Linked DNA regions of Mus musculus: region 1 is linked to region 2. Evidence: chromatin contacts called from public Hi-C data. All regions are on one chromosome and are shown on one strand. Each heading gives the region's core, a stretch centred on a gene start, on an enhancer-like site or on the middle of the called end of the contact. The rest is flanking DNA. Distances are from core to core; before and after follow the strand shown.

Region 1 (5,220 bases), core at 2,210-4,709, 630 kb before region 2:
TATGTTAAAACTAAACTCCTGCCAGCCTGATGCTCTCTGAGCTTCCAATCAGAAAATCATAGAATGATAAATAATAAAAAGAAACTCTACAAATACAGAAAACATTTGCCAACAAATCAGTGGCAGGGCCATCTAGAAAGGACGGATCTCCTGGAATCACCAACTGGACTTTATACGCAGTGTCTGTTATGGAGGACTCTAGACAAAACGACTTGAAGCCCCCTTGAGGAAATGGGGGCTTCTTTACTTAGGTCAGCGCCTCTCCTCATCCCTGGGTTTTTCTTGTCCTGCAGATCCTCATGTTGCCTGTGCCTATAGAGAGCTTTTCCTAATTAAACAAACAAACAAAATCCCGTCTGGAGGAAAAAATAGAAACCATGTTTTTAAAAATTTTTTTTTTCAAGACAGGGTTTCTCTGTGTAGCCCTAGCTGTCCTGGAACTAAGAAATCCACCTGCCTCTGCCTCCCCAGTGCTGGGATTAAAGGTGTGTGCCACCACGCCCGGCTGTTTTTCAAAACTTAAGATGTCACTTTATCAAGAAAAAGACAGATACCAACCTGATTACCTTCTCTAAAAAAATATCTCTTCTCTATAACCTGCAAAAACAGACGAAGACTTTAGGGCTCAGCATACTTCCCCAGAAAAAGCAATTAATTTATAACTTTCATTAATGCAACCATAGGACATATTGCCAAATTAAAACCCTTTTCAACAGCTCTGGACATTTAATACAGTGAGTTAAGACTCTGATGCTGGGGCTAGAGGGAGGGCTCGGCAGCTGAGCACTTGTGGCTTTTTGAGAGGACTGGAATTTGGTTTCCACCACATACACTGGGCAGCTCACAACCACCTGCAAGTAGCTTCAGGGGATCCCACACCGTCTTGTGGCTTCTGCAGGTACTTGTGGTATATGTGACACGTGCACGAGTGCATACACACACATACACAGGCACACTTGCATGCATGCACACAATCTTAAAACCTGGTGCTAACCGGATTGAAAGAGTGAGATTATTTCCATTACTATCTACTCATTTCTAAAGGAAGGAAGGGTTCACCAATGAACAGGATACGGTGTACACTCTATCATTATGAGACTTTGTAGTCAATCCCGACATGCAGGAAGCAGAGCCAGGGGGATTAGGAGTTCAAGGCAAGCCTGGGCAACTTGGTGAGTTTCAGACCATTCTAGTTTATGAAGTAAGACTTTGCTTCAAAAGTAAACAAAACTCAGAAATAAGTAACACATGGAAACTAAATAAGGACAGAATAATGTCCCAACAGGTCCCTAGCAGCAATCAGGCCGAGTTTCCCACCAGCTGGCTCCTAAAGGATCGCTACAGCACTGCTGCAATCCTCAAGACGGGTCTGCGTGAAGCAGCGAGGATTCTGTGCATCCTGCCTGTGGACAAGCACACAGCATCAAGCAGTCAGCGGGTTTCCCTCACAGGCTTCGCTGCTATTCTTATGCAGTCCTTTCAGGGCTTGCTGAATTTGTCAGGGGGAAGACAGGCTAAAGCAGTGGATGTATCTTATAAAACATCACAGCTCGTGTGAAGAAACTCACACGTCCTAACACAATGGGTTTGAGGACCATGCTTTCAGATGATGAAGGAGAGTATAAAAAATACGGATTTCCAGTCTATCCCTGTAGACACTGCACTGGTTGCAGAGGTGCTGCTGCAAGGGAAACATCAAGTAAGTTACAGATGAGGTGCAGATGGACTAAGACAGTCGCATCTGGAGGGATGAAGCTGGGAAGCCTTCTGACACAGAGCACAACCTGTCCTTTCAGGCCTGGGAAGCTTGCTCACAATTGCCTAAGAGAAATTATTCTGGTTTTCGCTCCTGGAGACTGTGTCTGAGTTAGTATTTGAAGTCATATGAGACTAGGACAAAGATGCACTCATTGGCCTTTGAGGTAGAAAACCTGGTTTCTGGTTAGCATACACCTTGAAACACTGAGTCCCTGAAGCCCCCAAAGGACTGATGCCTTTCCTCGTTCTCAGCAGGACAGAGTCACCTTATCACGCAGGCATAGACTTATCACCAGCTAAGAAAATCTGGAGGACCCAGCCCACCTCTAGTCGACGCAGCCTTGGCATTCTGAAAGGTTTTCTCTACAGAAAATGGGGCAGACCTGTATTGCCATGTATTTTGCTTTCATATTCAGTACACGTTGTGTAAGACCAGCCAATCGTTTTGCTGATGCATTCTTTACTGAGACTTAGACAACAAAGCTAGCTTACTCTTTTGCTGAGAGTTGTTCACCCCCAACTCACGAAGTCCTCTCTTATGCATATTACTCCTTTCTTAAAACCAACCTATCTATCTATCTATCTATCTATCTATCTATCTATCTATCTATCTATCTATTTATGAATGAAGCTTTGCTGATAACTTAGGCTATGCTAGTCTAAAATCCATTGTTTCTCTAGGATGTGACTTAAGAGCTCTTAGCTTTAAAAACACTTAAAACACATAAACGTATACTATGTGGCCTTTCCAGATCAAACCCAGATCTATAGGATGCTGTTTTAAGGGACAGGGTTTTGTATTAGATGGGGACACGGATCTAAACCAAGCAGATGCTGCAACATTTTAGATTTGAAAACAATATGGAGAGAATATATAGTTCCTTGTACCACTTCCCAAGAAAAGGCTAATATCTGTGCAGCCTAGCAAGGGAGAACAGAGACTGTCACTTTCCCAGGCCCTAGCTAGACGGTAGGCCTCTGAGAACCACAGTCCCCTACTGGATATATATATATTCCATAAGGAACATCTGTAATTTTAAAACTTTATTTATTTTATGTTTATTTATATGTATATGTGCAGTGTGTGTACCTGCTTGCTTGCATGTGCACCACAGAGGCCAGAAGAGGGTAGTGGATCGCTGGTGCTAGAGTCACAGGTGGTTGTGAGCAGCTCTCTGTGGGTTTGGAGACCTAAATCTGAGTCCTTTGAAGGAGTAGCAACTGCTCTTAACCATTGAGCAATTTTTCCAGCATTGACTAGACCTAACATAGAGATGATTTTTTTCAGTAATTCATGCAGAACAAAGTCCTATATTGCGCTGCTATGCGAAATGGGCAGGAGGTAAGGCAGCTGCATAGCCTGGAGATGCAGATGAGCAGGGCTCCAGCTCAGTGTCAGGAGGGTGCAGATGTTCCTCACAGGGAAACAACAGACTCCAGGAGACAGCTTAGCTTTACAAAGTAATAGCGACATTTACATGGAAAATATTCATAGCTGAGAGAATAAAGGGCTTTAACCTCTGTTCGGTGCCTCTGGAGAGACGTAATTACACAAAGCACTAAACAACAGCTGACTATAAACTGTTTTGAGGAAGACTCCTATCTTTTTAAGAACCCCCACTCAATCCAATAGCCTTTACTCTTTGCTTAGAGAGCGCTAGCGATGGAGTAAGTACGTCAGCAGGCCTTGAGCAATTATTCCAACAGATAAGAGAGATCAAAACAGGTATTCAGGCTGTGAAGTTTTGGGCAAAGGAACAAAAGGACACAGCATTCTACAAAGAGTTTAAGCTATCATATGTTAAGTTTAAAAATAACTTAATTGAAGCCATTACCTTATCAAAAAATCTACTGAGCTTGACAGCATTGGAGGAGCCTGCAGCTGAGGACCGTGGGTTTGTGCAATCCTGGAAGACAAAGGCGCACAGAGAAAAGCCAGGAGTGAGGCTCCAGTGCCATTCTGTATAAGTCATCGGAATGCTCACAAAATACAAAGCAATACTCAGATTATGATACGTGAGCAGGAAGGCAAAGAAGGTGCAGCCATTTAGTCCTGTCATCTGAGCAATATTGGAGGATACTAACTCCACACACCCATCATTAATTACTAGCATATTGTTAACAAAACCAAGGGACTGATCAGGTGACCTGCATATGTTAACAAAATCACATCAACAGGATTTATGTAAACACGTACTGCAGACCAGGGACTAAGTGTTTAACGAGTTAAGAACTATGCAGTCTGTATAATAGTTGGAAACATGAAAATAAGATTTAGCCAAAGAACAAACAGTTGTAAGGAATTTCTCCCTTTCTTCATATAACAAAAGGCATACTGGTTCTGATAATAATAGATATATTATCTAGGAAGATTCTTTACGTAGGAAGCACAGAGCTCAGAGGAGGCTGCACAGCCTGGGACACTAAGTCATCACAACACCTTGTAAATAACAGCGAGTCAGCTTTGATCTTTACCTCAAATGCCACCAAGACCAAATTGTACAGGTATCATTCAGACTCCTTCATAAAGATAAGTGTCTTGCAAGCATCTGTGGGCCCTCCGTGCCTCTTGAGCAGTTTCTGAAATGATTCTTGCTGTAACAGCCAGGCCCACATATTTCCTTCTAATCCATTTAGTAGCAATGTCAACACAGCATTTCAAGGATTGCCCTTTAAACAATGGCAGCAACTATAACAGTTCTCACCCCCCCCGCCCCCCCCCCCCGCCAGGAGTGGGGAGGTAGGAAAGGGGGCTAACTGCTTATAATTACAATAGTTTCCAAAGATCATAAAATACTAGGGGAATCAGCATCTTGGAGGCCAGTAATCTCTGTCTTCAAGTATCTGTGCCAACGTTTCCAGATTGTGTACCCTGCTTAAGTCATTATGGCTCTAAAGTTGGGCTTACTCATTTGTGAAACGGAGATGATTCTATTCAGAGTTTTGTGAAATGCAAAGAGGTACTGCACGCCTGTCACACAGCAGGCACTGGGGCATCAGTTCTCTTTCTCATTGTTACAAATGCTATCAGACTGAATTTTCAAGCACAGAAACATTTAATTTAATACAGATAATCCCATGTGTGGATTAACTACCCGGGTATCTCACCGTGTACACACTGCTGAATTTGCAATAATGTTTGAACACATTTCTGTACCAGTTGGGACAGATGAGAAATCAACCTTAGACCTGCATTAGATGGTTTTGCGAAATGGTTATTGATTACCTCATCAGAACATTTAATGACGACTCTAAGTAAGAGTTAAAATTACTAAATAAAAAAAAACCCTAAATCAAATGGCAATCAAACAAGTTGCCATCTCCCCCATAAAATTAACTACTGGGCTCCACAATTTAGGTTGAGCAGGAAATCTGAAACTACATCCTTTTTAGGATGAAAATTTTGGAGCTGAAAAAGCCATCTGCCATTGATCATGGCTGAGGGAGAGCCTGAAAATCAGA
Region 2 (5,264 bases), core at 1,667-4,166:
ATCAAAGTCGATTGCATTTCTATCTGCCAGCTGCAGACATTTGAAGACCAGAAATTAAAAGTAAATCATAGTCATAACATAACATGAAATGCTTTAGGACAAATTTAATGAAATATGATTTAAGACTTGAACACTGAATAATACTTCTGAAAAACTAACTCAAAGATGATCTAAATAAGTAGAGGAATGCCACGGGTTCATAGATTGGAGAACTCAATACTACCAACATGTTTCCTATCCCTCTAAATGGTCTAACAACTCCAGTGGACCCCCAGTCAAACTCTCAAGAGGCATTTTTTTTTCCCGAGAAGCTGACTAGCTAATTCTAAATGTATGAAATTATAGAATCCTGGGATAGTAGGAAAAGCTTTTGAAGGAACACGCAGTTGGAGGCCTATTCCATTTCAATGACTTAGCACACAGCTATAATAACAGCACTGTGGTAGTGTGCTGTCAGGGCAAACATTGCTTAAGGAAGCAGAACAGAGTCCAAAAGTCAACCATACAGAAGGTCAAAGAAATCTGCTAAGTCAGTGGGAAAAAGAGTTTGGATTGTGTTTGGAAATTGGATATCCATAGAGAAGAAGAGCCTTAACTCAATTGCATGCCGCACATAAATATTAAAAAAATAAAATTTTAAATTGAGCCAAATGTTTGAGATAATCTTTACAACTCTGAGGTAAATTTTTTCTCTTAGACAAACAAAAAACAAATAAACCAAAAAACCCACTAATGATAAAATAATCTTTTTATATAAATCAGACTTCATCAGAATTCAAATCTTGTGCCATTCAAACAATACCACCAGAAAATTAAAAGAGCAATCATTCCTCTTGGAAGAATATTTATAAAATACTCATTTTACATAAGATCTGTTTCTAAACTATACAGGGAACTCAATAAAAGTACATTAAGTACATTAAAACTGAGTAAATATATGAACAGACATTTCAGAAAGAAGATAGGTGAAGAGACATGAAAATGAAGCACATGAAAAATGCTTAATAGGTTTACTCACCCAAGAAACACAAATTAACATCTCTGCATACCCACAGAGTGGCCAACATTCAAAATACCAACAATAACAAGTGCTGACAAGGACACGGAACAAGTGCAACACATACATTTCTGGTAGAAATGATCTATGACAAATTTCTTTTTGGAAAATAGATTGGTAGTTTCTAAAAAGGTAAACACTCACTGACTGTATGAATAAGCAATTAGATCTTTAAGTATACCTTGGAAAATATAAAAATATATGTCAAAGGAGAGAGATGTGCTCAAACACTCAGAATATATTTGGAATAGCATCAGATCAATGAACAAATCAAATGGTACCATAGCTACACAATAGATACTGTTTGACAGTAACGGGAAATAAAAGACCAATATATACAACTCTCTAACCAGAGTTCAAAAACATGCTGAATAAAAGAAAACCAACACAAAAGAGATGAACAGTCTTTGTTATTTATTTACTGAAACTTTAGAGAGACCCTAGTACCTATGCCACATGGATGGAAAATAAGTCAGTGCTTGTATATTCAGCAAGGGGCACTGACTACAGACACACACAGGACTGCTAGTGTGCCTGAAATCTTCTCTGTCCTCACCGTATTGGTGGTTCCTTGTAGTGTTATCAAAATTCACTGGTTTATAATTATTACACATTAACAGCACTGAGTTTTTAAAATAAGCTGTATTAAGGGAATGATGGCTTTTACGTACTCCTAAAGAGGTCCATGCCTATGCAGTGAGTATGGCATCTTGTTAAAGCCGGACTAAATATACTCAGCGGCTTTAAAGAGGAGAGCAATCCTAGGGAAAGGGGGCAGTTGATCACGGGAATTCAGATTGCCTTTCAAAAGAGAATTGTGGACATGACAAATTATGTTTATTAAAAACAATATGACATAGTGGCTAAGTACTTAGCCCTTAGATTCAGATTGAGCTGAATTCAAATTATTATCTGTCTATTTTATGTCTATAGCCTTAGACAAATTGTTAAAATCAAGAATGAATACCTTACTTTTCTGTGCTAGCAGAATGACATCATCATCTATAATAGACATGCATGACTGCATGACAAGCCACAACTCAATAATGAGACCTTTTGTTCTCATGGCATAGCCGCGGCTCTTCACGGCGAGGTAAGGAGAGTCAGGACTATTATCTCCAGTCATATGGATAAACAACAGCAGAGTGGTGAAACTATTCCCTTTACTGCCCTGGTGCTGGCATAGCAGAGCTGGCACCAGTCCCTGGTCCTCTGCAGTTCTTTATTTGCACTTTGTGTAAAGTTGTAGGGCATAATATTGGCTAAGCCCCTGAGGCAGCTACAGCTATTTCTCACTGAAACCTAATCTTAAGACTTCAGGACGCACCAAAGGCCTTGTCCAATGTAATGCTCACAGCACAGTCAGGGAGCTGACCTGCTTCTTTTCCTCAATGAAATCAGATAAAAATCAAAAGTCTGACTTTAGAAACGTGAATACCAGTCTTACATGGTGATCTTGTATCTGTTGATTACAAGATAAAAATTGTGCTTGTATTTTCTTCGTCATTGTTTTTCAATCAGTTATATTTTATTACACAAATGTATCAATCTATAATACATTTGATAATAGGAAAACAGCAGATAAAAGCATTTGTCCTCTCCCACAGAGAGTTTAAGGATTACTGTTTGAGGGTAGTAAGGATCTCTTCCTCTTCCAGGCATAGACAAACACAGAGAGGAGAGAGGGTAATAGCCTTGATAGTGGGGTCATTTCTCTATACACTGATAAGAGACGGGTAGAATTGCTTAAGCTAGTCTCTGAATTAGAAAGCCGTCCCCAGACTAAATTTATTCAAGGCTGACCTAAAAAGAAACACAGTGGTGAGGGGGGCGGGTCTCACGCCTACCAAGAAGCACAGTCACTTCCTTTTCCTGTTTTGAGTCAGCTCAGTCTGGCAAGAACTCTCCTCTCCAATTTCCCCTCCACTCCCAGGGTCTTGGTGATTTCCACTTGGCCATCAAGGGTGGCTTAGTGGGACCATCCAAAGGATATTACAGACTTTATGCTGAAATGCCCCCGAGGACTGTTTGATCTAGATGGGAAAACTGAAGATCAGAGAGCAGAAAAGATTTGTCCAAGGTCACTTAGCCCATTCCCAGCAGGGTCCCAGCTTTTGCGTGTAGAAGGCTTTAACAAATAGGAATGGAACAAGCTTTTGTGAAACCATCTCCAACATTTACTATAGTGGATATAGATCTGGTTAGGTTAACAAGGAGATATGCAGAGTCACCACCGTGTGAAAATGACGTGGTATGCAATACAGCCATTTGATTAAAAGCTATTTAGGAAGTAGGAAGGTATTAGCTGCTGCACACTTGTGTTAGGTTTTGGGGATAGAAATCAGATAAAGCTCATCTACATTAACAGCGTATAGATAGAACCAAAGTGCTAAGTAGTACTAAGAGGGCCAGCAGACAGTCAGTCACATATACTATTCAATCCAGAGTAGCTGTCATTATCCCCATGAGTTAATAAAATGGGCCACTAAGACATTAGCTGTGACTGAGTTCACACCACTAATGATGACAGAGCTGGGAACGAAATCAAAATCTTCAGAACGCAAGCTCTTCCTACCGGCTCACAGCAGGGTTTTAGAAGTAGTCCTTAAAATGTCCTACTCCTAGCTGACACACAAGATGCAGGCACATGGGAGGGAAAGCAGCATGGGAGTGCTCTCTCAGGTCAGCACTTCCCAGAACACCAGAGAGTGGGGGCTTCACTCAGAGGAGAAAAGAGCTTTGACCTTCTTCATCTGTGAGCGCTCAGGGAGCTTCTGGGAAACTCCTTGTTTCTGCTTTTTCTTTGTCACTCTACATGCTTTCCAGTATTGCTTGATTCGTTTAAGAGTAACACTCACTTGGGACTGGTGAGATGGCTGAGGGGTTAAAAGCACTGGCTGCCCTTCCAGAGGACCTGGGTTTGATCCCCGGCACCCACATGACAGCTTACAACAATCTGTAACTCCAGCTCCAGAGCATCTGTACCATGGGCAACTTAGCCACGCGTGGTACATAAACACGTATACTGAAAAAAGACCCATACATATAAAAATAAATAAATGAAATAAAAAGTATTCAGTATAGCTACTTACATTAAACCATTTAGGTCTCTACCGTATTCAGAGACATTCCAGATCTACACAAGTTTGTGCCAAGTCTGTGGCTGGTGCAATGTGGTCACCACTGACACTTCTTAAAATCTAGGGGGAAATTAGTCTAAAATATTGTCATGTGTGGAAGGAGGAGTTGGGAATGGAGTGGAAAATCGACTTAATCTTGCCAAGTTTAGAAGTGCCGATTCATGATTTTCCAACTTTCACCCATATTATGTCATTCCCTGTATTTGCCTTGATCCTAAAAAATATGGCAGCCTGGGGCTACCCAGAACCAACAGTCCTGGTTAGATGATCCTGACTAGCCTATGGACGAGCAGTATGAATCTCTCAGTCACCAAGTATGGAATATTGATTCCATAGAAAATCCTAGATATGCCCATATTGGCTTCTTTCTTTTGGAAACAGTTGCATGTATTGTGGTGATGTAATATTCTAAAAACATCCCCTAAATCCTAAGATTTTGAATGTTTTGCCTGATCTCATAACCAAAGTTGACACTACTTAACACTTAGCATGTTAAACCTGCTTCAAGAGAACAATGTAACAACGGGACTTAGCCTGTTAAACCTGCTTCAAGAGAACAATGTAACAACAGGACTTACTTGCCATGTGGTCAGTTCTTACCACCAAAGGTAATGCACAGCTACAACCTTAAGTTACATTCTCTTCCACGTCCCCAACACAGACTAATGCATGTACATCATTTGTTAAAAACATCAAATGCAGAAGTTGAAAGCAACTTCCTAAATCCCACCAGAGAGGTTGAAAGCAACCATTTATGGATACTGGTTGATCAACAATGACATTTGTTATCTGGGTCAATTGGAGCCAGTGACTTTATTGCTGATAGTTCTGCTAAGCATCCATCATTCTTTCTCCTGTATGATACTTTCTATGCTTTTCCATAAAGACAGAGCAGAGCTTTTTGTAGGGAGGTACAGATACACACAGTTACACAGCTGTCACACACAGACAGACACACAGTGACATGGGGACAAACAGATTCACAATCCAGTCTTCAATCAGTCTAACAGATTCAGACACATGCAGAAGACAGACAGAGGAAGAAAGACACAGAGAGTGTGAAGTAT

What was found. Hi-C and Micro-C count contacts between places; a contact is called where the count stands out from the background.
Region 1: a Hi-C map of liver shows a contact between it and region 2, with 2.5 times the contacts expected there. The contact joins two enhancer-like sites. A contact is called at or near these places in 1 of 484 Hi-C or Micro-C datasets (liver) and 1 of 9 other capture datasets (embryonic stem cells).

What each region holds. Positions count from the first base shown.
Region 1 is chr16:37,565,765-37,570,984 of GRCm38.p6, reverse strand. Rabl3 (RAB, member RAS oncogene family-like 3) reads right to left here. Exons shown (of 8, transcript NM_001042499.1): 6 at 3,594-3,665; 7 at 559-597. Among named protein-coding and RNA genes, the nearest start is that of Hgd, 12 kb to the left of the region's middle. Within about 2 kb of position 3,459, at least 18 of the 459 cell types and tissues checked have an H3K27ac peak or open chromatin away from gene starts, as enhancers often do. A contact at or near this core is called in liver, where this site is marked.
Region 2 is chr16:36,938,998-36,944,261 of GRCm38.p6, reverse strand. All of the region lies in intron 3 of Hcls1 (hematopoietic cell specific Lyn substrate 1), which reads right to left. Among named protein-coding and RNA genes, the nearest start is that of Hcls1, 6.6 kb to the right of the region's middle. Within about 2 kb of position 2,916, at least 113 of the 459 cell types and tissues checked have an H3K27ac peak or open chromatin away from gene starts, as enhancers often do. A contact at or near this core is called in liver, where this site is marked.